Regions from separate parts of the Mus musculus genome. Here region 2 is linked to region 1. A link is a contact called in public Hi-C data. All regions are on one chromosome and are shown on one strand. The core of a region is the stretch at or near the end of the contact, and the rest is flanking DNA. Distances in the headings are between cores, read along the strand shown.

What was found. A called contact is a pair of places that touch in the nucleus more often than the background predicts.
Region 2: a Hi-C map of effector CD8 T cells shows a contact between it and region 1, with 3 times the contacts expected there. The contact joins two enhancer-like sites. A contact is called at or near these places in 15 of 484 Hi-C or Micro-C datasets (CD4 T cells, CD8 T cells, the HPC-7 cell line and 6 more), 7 of 115 datasets of contacts at active chromatin or transcription factors (CD8 T cells, the HPC-7 cell line, bone marrow-derived dendritic cells and 4 more) and 1 of 9 other capture datasets (adipose tissue).

The regions. Positions count from the first base shown.
Region 1 is chr17:84,117,972-84,122,676 of GRCm38.p6, reverse strand. No RefSeq gene overlaps it. Among named protein-coding and RNA genes, the nearest start is that of Gm19696, 36 kb to the left of the region's middle. Within about 2 kb of position 2,851, at least 150 of the 459 cell types and tissues checked have an H3K27ac peak or open chromatin away from gene starts, as enhancers often do. A contact at or near this core is called in CD8 T cells, the HPC-7 cell line, Th1 cells and 5 more, where this site is marked.
Region 2 is chr17:84,330,225-84,334,929 of GRCm38.p6, reverse strand. Thada (thyroid adenoma associated) reads left to right here. Exons shown (of 38, transcript NM_183021.3): 28 at 773-904. Among named protein-coding and RNA genes, the nearest start is that of Gm24492, 45 kb to the right of the region's middle. Within about 2 kb of position 1,834, at least 93 of the 459 cell types and tissues checked have an H3K27ac peak or open chromatin away from gene starts, as enhancers often do. A contact at or near this core is called in CD8 T cells, the HPC-7 cell line, Th1 cells and 5 more, where this site is marked.

The DNA of each region.
Region 1 (4,705 bases), core at 1,602-4,101:
TGCTCTCCATACACACACTCATACATTCTTGTGCATATACACACTCACACATGCACATATTCATGCACACATATATACACACATGCATATACATACAGACTCATAAACATATGCACATGCACATACATGCATGCACATACACACTCATGCATGCACATACATACATACTCACATACACACAGACACATGCAGTCATATACATTTACACATGCACATACACACACACGTACTCATACACACTCAAACATGCACATACACACACACTCACACATGCACATACACACACAAGCTAGGTGGACTTTTCATTTCAGCACTAAGGAGGCAGAGGCAGGTGGATCTCCATGAGTTCCAGGCCAGCCATGGCAAGACCTTGTTTTAAAACAACAGCAACAACAAAACACACATAGGCATAATTAATAAATTTTTGTTTGTTGTTTATTTTTTTTTAAGTACCTGGGGCCTGGAGAGATGGCTCAGTGGTTAAGAGCACTGGCTGTGTTTGCACAGGACCCATGTTCAATTGCTAACATCCACACAGCAGCTTACAACCATCCATAACTCCAGTCCCAGAGGATCTGAAGCCCTCTTCTGACCTCCACTGGCACCAGATGCACATACACATATACATTTAAGCAAAAACTCACATATATTAAAAATTTTTTTTTCCTGAGACAGGGTCTTACTATGTAGCCTTAACTGGCCTGGGATTCACTCTGTAGACCAGGCTGGCCTCAAATTCACAGAGATCTGCCTGTCTCTGCCTCCCAAATACTGAGATTAAAGATGTATGCCACCTCTCCCTGCAAAATAAATAAATCTTTTAACTGCTGAGCCATCTCTTAAGCCCCTCTTAAAAATTTAGATTCATTTCTTTTATTATGTGTTAAAATAAATCTTTAAAACAAATAGTATAGGATCATTCTCAGCTGCATTTGAGGCCAGTCTGGAATACATGAGACCCTGTCTCAAAAATTAACAAACAAATGAACAAAATGAAAAAAAAGAAGAACAAACTTAGTTGCTCAAAAGAGGAACTCATTTGCTCCTGTCTCTGGCAGTTGGGCAGGGCTTGGGGGACAGCTCCTGTAGTCTGCGCATGGAGGTATGTCTCAGAAAGTCCGATGGGGCAGGGAACGGAGGGACTTAAGGGGGACCTGTTCTCAGTCTCACCCTCTTCCTCCGGGTAGATGGCTGAGAACAAACTAGGCCGGGAGTCAGTGTGGCTCTGCCACCCCACTGAGAAGAAGGAAGATCAGTAGATGAGCACTGTAGGTCCCCAGAGGACACACATGCTCTTGCATTTAAAACTGCCACTGAACCAGGCCTGTAACCCCTGCTTTTTGGGAGGCTGGGATAGGCGGCTTGAGAGTTCAAGACCTGCCTGGGCTAAAGAGTGGGGCACTTAGGAAGACCCTGCCTCAAATAAAATGTGGGAAAATGTCTTCAGGGTAGCCCAGGAGTGGAGCTGAGGGTGTCAGGCCCTCGATGTGCACTCCAGTGCCACCCACCAACCAACCAACCAAGTCCTGCCACTGGTGTACAGCACTCATGCGTGTTGGCAGTTCTCCCCTCTCTCTGACCCTTCCTCCCTCCTCCTCCCCCCACCCCACTTTCTTTCTTGAGATAAATTCTCCCTGTGTCCCAGGTTGACCCTGATTTTGCTTTGCAACTAAAGATGATCCTAGTCCTCCTGCCTTTACCTCCATGCACTGAGATTATAAGTATGGGAGTATTTAAAAATTATAATTTATATAGGATATTATGAGATAGTAACAATCTGTGCATGTGTTTGTGTGTATATATATGTATATGTGAGCATGTACGTGAGCGTGTGTGCCTGTGAATGTATGGTGTGTATACTTGTGTGTATGCCTAGCTTAAACCCTGTGTACTGAGTGGCAATGGAAAGTGCCACATTCTTTTGGCTGCAGCAGGTCACAAGGGCAGCCCCGAGCCTTGCAGTAAGGATGGAATGAGGGAGGAGAGGCAGACTCTGGCTCTGGAGAAAGAAGAGCCTTCCTCACAGAGAGAGGAGGGAGGGCTGGAACAGCCCAGCAACCCCAGGTCATGACCTGTGTGGTCTTCAGGCTTCTGGCTCTAAAATGAAAACCATCCTGCTCACCCCCTAGAGGTACAGTGTATGACAGGAAAGAAATGCTGGGATAACATATCTTGGGACAGAGAGATGGCTTGTTTAGGCTTGGTCCTGCTCCCATCCTCTGACCTGACTTTATAGATGCCTACTTGCCTGCATCCATCTATTTATCTATCCACCCATCCTACAGTTCTTGAATTCTTTGGCCCAGATACCACTCCAGAAGTCAGAGATCATAGCAGATCATAGAGAGCAACCATTGCTGCTGTCCCAGAATTCATTTTTAGAGAAACAGCTGATATAGACTAAGTAAGGGGTCAGGGTGAAGGAAGCTAAGGAGGAGAAGACATGGGACTGCCTGTCATTGGCCAGTGTGGCTTAGACATTTGGCTAGAGGTGTTCCCTTGAGTCAGTACTAATGAAGAAGCCAGGAGGGTGACATCAGGTGCTGGGAGACCAGTGGGCCCCTCAGAGGCAGGGAGAGGCAGGAAAGGAAGCGAGAGAGGAACAGTGTAGCACACAGGCTTGGAGGAGCATCCTCCCCAGACCCTGGGTGGCTCCTTTCCCCAGGATATTGAAATATCACTTTCATGATGGGCTCCATGGCCCACTTGCTGCTGCTGCTGCTACTGCTGGCTGCCTCTTGGGGTCATGGTGGAGAAGAATGGGAGTGTGACTGTCCTGCATACCACCCTGTACACGCATGCTGGTGCCAAGCTAGGAACCCTGCAGAGGTGGCCTCACTCTCAGACACTTTGCATGTGCTGCTGACGTCATTGTGGTTTGGAGCCCTTGGTGTAGACCTGAGTCAAAGACAGAGCGTCCTGTCCTCAGAGGCTATGGTGCAGGTGGGGGTGGGGGAGGTGACAACAGATACCGCGCACGTGTACACACACATCCTCAGACACATGCGCGCACGCATGCATACATGCAGCAGTCGTCCATCCGGCTCTTACTTCATTGTCCAGCATGCACATGTGTGTGGTGCACACATGGACAGACAGCTGATCTGGCCCAGACACCCCTAGACCTTGGGCTCAGGTACAGCACCCCACTCTCAACCGTGCTGGAGCCCAGGGAGATGGAGGAAGCGGTGAGGGCACCTTCCTGCCTCTGAACAGGAACCTTTGGTTCTCTGGACCTCACAAAGGGTACCCGGCTGTTTATCAGCTTTTGTCTTGGGGGGGGGGAAGCATGGCTCTTTTGCCTTCTCATGTCAAAACCACTTCCCCATAGGCCAGCTTCCACACTCAGCCCTCAGTGGGGCCCAGCTTGCTTGCTCCATGCTCAACGGGGCTGGCACCCTGTGTGTCCGGTTTGAGGACAGGCTTAGAAACCCACCTGGGTTTTGGGAGATCTGCCTGCCCCAGACTTCCCCAGGCTGATGCGTACTGCAGGCTGCAGTGTCTGCTCCAGGCTACCTGGCTTTGGGGATGGACTTGGGAGGTAGGGACCAGGTTCAGTGCCAGCTCAGCAGGACCTGGGGTAGGCCCATGGCCTCTCCATCTCTCCATGTCTTTTTTTTGTTGTTGTTGTTGGCAGAGCTCTGAGAGTTGCCCTGAAGTCTACTGTGCAGAGATAGTAGTCAGCACCATCTGGCTTTTTGCCTTAGAAGGGACAGGCTATGACCTCCCTGCTCTGGCCTCGAAGCCCTGGCCAGCAAACCATCAGGACACTGGGGTCTCCATGGAGACAGGAACATGATACTACAAGGATGAGAGCTTGGGAGGTTTCTCCATCTCATCATCTGTGGGACAGGAACCCACCCAGCCTCTCTCCACCCAGCCTCAGACTGCTTCTGCTGCCATGGTCCCAGCTTCTACCCCTCTCCAGGCCTCTACCCTGCCAGGCTTCTCTTCTGCTGCCCAGAGCTCATAGCCTGTATTTCTTGAAGACCTGGGGTCCTCAAGTGTGAAGGGTACAAGAATCCCCACAGCACAGATAATGCCAGGTGATACCTGGCTGTCACTGCCTGCCCCCAGGACCTGAGCATATGATCCCTACCCCCTTACTTGGGTCTTGGGAACCAAACCCCAGCCCAGCACTAGATTGGAGGGTGGGTAGCTCTTTCCAAATGCAGAAGGAAGGAAAAGAGGCTGCATGCTGGGTGCCCTGTCTAGAGGAAGTCGGAGCTGGGCTGTGGAGCTGGGCTGTGGTGTGACAGTTCCAGGGCCTCACGCATCTCCTGCCTGGTTCTTACCCTGCTGATGTCATGGGGAGTGCCTCTCCACCCCACCCCCAGCCACTGTGGGTAGTGACAGGGCGAAGCTCTGAATGACCCATTTACCACCCCCCACCCTCCCCGATGACCATTCTCCCCCAAGTGCTATCCTGGGAAATACTGTTTAGCATCCACTATGGGCTAGGTAACTTCATAGCCAGACCTTCATTTGAGCCTCTATGCCACCCCATCCTTTATAAGTGAGAAAGTCATCCCAGTGACAGTAGGGCCCCTGCCTGGTATGTAGCTTAGAGATGGCAGAGCAGCCCTTCCCACCTGGGGGCCCCTGATGGCTTCCTGTTAGCTGGGGCCTATGGAGGGGTGAGAGACTTCATTCATCCTGGAGGAGTCCTCAGAGGCCTCCTGTTTGTTGAGAAGGAAGCAAGTGC
Region 2 (4,705 bases), core at 585-3,084, 210 kb before region 1:
CAGCTAAGTTGCCTGTGATCAAATGTGGGTCCCTGAGCAAAAATGATCAATAATTTTAGAAATATAAAGCAGAGTCATTTTAAAGGGCATTGAGTCCCCTGGGGCGGCAAGAAATGGTGTCATTTTGTTTCAGTCTTACTCTGTAGCTGACAGTAGACTTTTTACTATGGATATCTTAGAACATGCAACTTTTTAATTTTTCTGCAGTCTTTGTACTGGTATAAATACATATAAACTGTCTGTAATGGGAAAATGTAATTATATCAATGAAATGTATTTTTGTCAAGATATCTTTTCTCTAATTGCTAGCTAGTGCAGGGAGGGTTTTCTGGTTCTAGTGAGTAATGGCCTAGTCATGTTTCCTCAAAGCCATCAGACAGGGAGAGCTTCCCATTTCCTGAAAGCTCTGGACAGCACAGTACAGAAAGTGTGACTCCAGAGAGTCACTGGCTTTAGAAGAGGGTTGCGTGCAGGACCCTTGCTTTGCCAGAGGCTTCTCCTTGTGCACGTTAAAGTGAAACAGGAAAACGTGACAAAATGTGGGGCTGGAGAAATGACTCAGCAGCTAAGAGCACTGGCTGTTCTTCCAGAGGTCCTGAGTTCAATTCCCAGCAACCACATGGTGGCTCACGACCATCTGTAATGGGACAGCTACAGTGTATTGATATAAATAAAATAAATAAATCTTAAAAAAAAAGTGACAAAATGTGTTTGAAAGCAGTGCCTGCCTTCTTCAGTCTGAAATCTTTTATGTGTAATCACTTTCCTTCAGTGAACTGGGAGAGCCTGATCGCCACCCTGGCATGTTCCTCTTACTCCTGGTGTTGGAGAGACTGTACCCATCGCCGATGGACGGCACATCATCTGCGCTCAGCTTGGCCCCTTTTGTTCCTTTCATTATCAGGTAGTGTCATATTGCAGGGAACTTGAGAGAATGTTCTATCTTGTTCTTATTTGGAGAATTATAATCAATATATTGTCTTAGGGAGCCATTTTGTGAAAGCAAGAGAGTGAAGCTTTCTGCTATTGCTCCTGACTGTTCTCCAGTGCTTTCTGAGCAGTTACCTGTGCTTAGCCCCTGGGTGTGGGCGCCTATGGCTGTGTTGATAGTGTTTTCCTTGGAGACCGGCTAGTGGGTGTGTGATGTTGATCGGAAGTATCCCTTTTGAAAACACTGCCTATGGTTTGTATTGAACAGTATTGGGCCAGCCAACACAGGTATGCTGGGCGGGCTTGATCCTAGCATGTATTCCCTGCCCTGTGGTTTAAAAGAATATTAAGGCACCTGGCTCTTTACTCTGTGGAAGTCAGAGCAACCAGGACCTGGTGTGCCTGTGGCAATGCCACTTAGCCCATTGTCCCACTTAATCTTCTGTTTCAAACTTGGGGTGCCTAAAAGAGATGCAAAAGCATAATGCATGTGGGTGCACACCAACTACAGGATACATCACCAAAGGCCCCAGTACCTCTTCTGAAATGGCTGTCACTTTTTAGTTTTTGACTGTGCACCTTAACGTGTGATCCTCAAAAAGCATTTGTGTTTTCCTATGACTCACTTTAGAAGCTATAATATTATTATCAGCTCTTACTCTTCGGAGTTCTTGACTAGCATGTGCCTTTCATGGATCTATTGAAATTTGAGATGGACTTGGGGAAGCACAAGAACACAAAGCTTGAGTGTGTTTATTATTTGTGCAGCATCTTGTGTTCTGCTTCCTGGGCTCACATAGTTGACTTACGCATTTCCATGTGAGAAACCATGAAACACGAGGTTCTGACATGTGATGCTGTGGCCATTTGTTTGCCACCAAGCCTGGGCTGTGGTTGTGCTATCTGTGATCACAGAGGTGACTCACTGGGACTGGCTTGGTTTCCGATACAAAGTTACCGTCTGCCTCCTCCAGTATTGGGTGATTCATTTTAGAAATTTGGTGGTAAATTTTACTTTCAAGAGCCTTAAAAGTGTTCTCTTTCATGAACATTTGTGTGTATTTGAGGGGAGGATGCAGCTAAGCAGTGTTTCAGAAAGTTGATAAAAGGGAAAAGGTACAAACAGTATCAGCGCCATTAGAAATCAAGATGTGCTGTGCACCATCGGCTATGTCGAGACCATTCATTCTGCAGAGGCTTTTACCACACCATCTGTTGTTGGTTGTTCCTAGAGACAGGAAGTTGCTACATTGAAAATACTCTTCCAAATGGACCTACTTATATATAATCTGAGTATGTGCATGGTCCTGAGAGATAGTCAAAGATTACAGTAGTATAGAAGATTTAAATACTACTCTGAAACCAGGTTGTAGAGAGCATTGAAGTCCTTAGTAAGTGTGTGTTGTTGACATAGGCATGACCATGTCAGTGAAGCTGGTGCCTGGCCCCATGGGTGAAATTTCCCTGGATAAGATTCAGAGAATGGCAGCACCTTCCTCTCAACCATGTGGGGATGGTGATGGTGACTGCAGGAAATGTTCACAGCTACTCCGCACCACCCGCGTTGGGAGCCCAAGTTCATGGCCTAAAGATTGCTCCCCTACAAAGAGACTGCTCCTACTAAGATTAGCTAATCCTGTCTCCTTTTTCAGTTGTATATGGTAACCCTGCTTCCTTCTTCAGCTGGCTGTGTGCAACACCCTTACCTCCCTGTCCAGTTATATATAAACATACTGAGCTTCCAGTGCACTGCAGCTTCCCCAATAGAGAGTCTAGACCGCCTGATCCCATATATTCTGTGTGTCTGGTATGTCCTTTCCTCATTACCTAGTTAGGGTTCCAGGCCCCAAGCTGTGCAAGGATGTATACCAGGAACTGAGAACATCATCTGGGTTAGTTTGGTTGGTTTAGTTTGTGTTGTCTGTTTCACAGTGTTGGGGATCAAACCCAGGGCCTTGCTCGTGCTTGGCAAGCTCTAGCATTGAGTTGCATCCTCAGCCCTGGTATGTAAGAGTCTACCCAGGAGGCTGGGAAGATGCTTTAGCAGTTCAGAACACTTGTTCTTGCAGCAGACAAAGGCTCCGTTTCCGCTATTCAGATGATGGCTCACAACTGCCTGTAATTTCAGTTCCAGGGAATCCAGCAACCTCTTCTACGCTCCACAGACACCAAGTACGGCCATGATGCGCACATATATTTGCAGGCAAAATACACATAAAATCAATAAATCTAAGATTTTTAAGGACTTTAGCTTATTTCTCTGATACTGTTTTGTTTGTTTGTTTGTTTTTGTTTTTGCCAGCCTGAATCTTAGAGGTAGCTGATTTGGTTTTTCTGGTCTGTATGGGCAGTTCTTTGCTATCCAGCCCCTTCCTCCATGAGTGCAGTGCCTTCACATATAGCCACTCCCTCTGCGTTGTGACAGCATGAAGCAGAATAATGGGGCTTTACAGGAGCTCCAAGAACTGCTTGACTACAGTTTACCAGCGCCTGTTTGTCGTGCTCTCTAAAGGGTTAAAGGAAGGGCCTGGAGCCTTTCAGTTCCTTTCACAGGCAAATTTCAAGCTTCCACTGAAACATTACAGGAAAGCGTATAGTACCATCCTAGAGCGCCATGACTCTGGAGTCCTGGAGAGCAAAGGCCTGGACTGAGGAGGCTCGGCTTCAGAGTGCTCTGCCACTTCTAATTGTGACCCTTGCATGCTGCGGTGTTCCCGCTCTGGACTAATGTGCTCTCTGTGTGAAAAGCACCTGAGAGGTCAGCAGCTCACTCACTGAGGGAGATGTCGCCTCACTGCACTTGACTGTGCGAGGCACTTAGAAATGTCCTTCCTCCCCGCCCCTCGGCATCCCCTTCTTCCTGCTTGGTTTAATTCATTTTCAGTACCCATCTTCCCCAGTCCATTTGTTTTCCTTTGTTTAAAGTGAAATCTGCTTGCTTGCTTTTCCCTGACAAGTACTAAGTACAAATAACAAAACAAGTACGTTCCTGTAGAAACCATGTACCTATGGGGTGGACATTTTACATTGAAACAAATCTCTAGTGAACAATCAAAGACTAGGAAAGCTTGTGTTCATGTATTTAGAATGTTTCGTGGAACCTTAGGATTTTATCAGTCATATCAAAGAGGAAGGTGAAGATAGAACAACTTAGTCTTGTGACAGGAAATAATATGACTCTGGTCTTGTTTTCCTTTAAACACATAATGTAGATGATAACGTTGCACCTTCTCCAGGTTACGAAGCAAAGCAGCTGTGTGCTGTGTTGGGGTATTGTGGCTCTTACAGGAAACAGTAACGAGCTCCTCCTTCCGTTGAGATTCTGCTACCAAGAGGTCTCCTTTAAGTCTGTGTGTTAAAGTGCTGTTTTGTTTTTGTTGTGGGTTTGAGATGGAGTCCCTTGCAGCCTACACTTTCCTGGGCTCAGCGAGTGGCCAGAGATGACCTTGTACTTTTGATCCTCTTGCCCCTACTTCCCAAGCACCCGCATAATAGGCATAATAGGCCAGCGTGCCAAGATTATGAAGGGCTGGGAATTGAACTCAGGACTTCCAACTAACCTATGTGCCATGCAGCCATCTATCTACCCTATTTGTACCTGCTCTGACTTCCCAGAATCCTTTTAGATAAGCAGAGGGCAACATTTGCTTTAAAGAGACAAAAAAGGCAAGCAGAGTGGCTCTGGCACCACCAAGGTGAAAGTCCTGCCTGGCCCTGTTCTTGTGCTGTCGGCTCCTGATGCTCCCCTCTTCAAACGTGCAGAGCACCCCTTCCT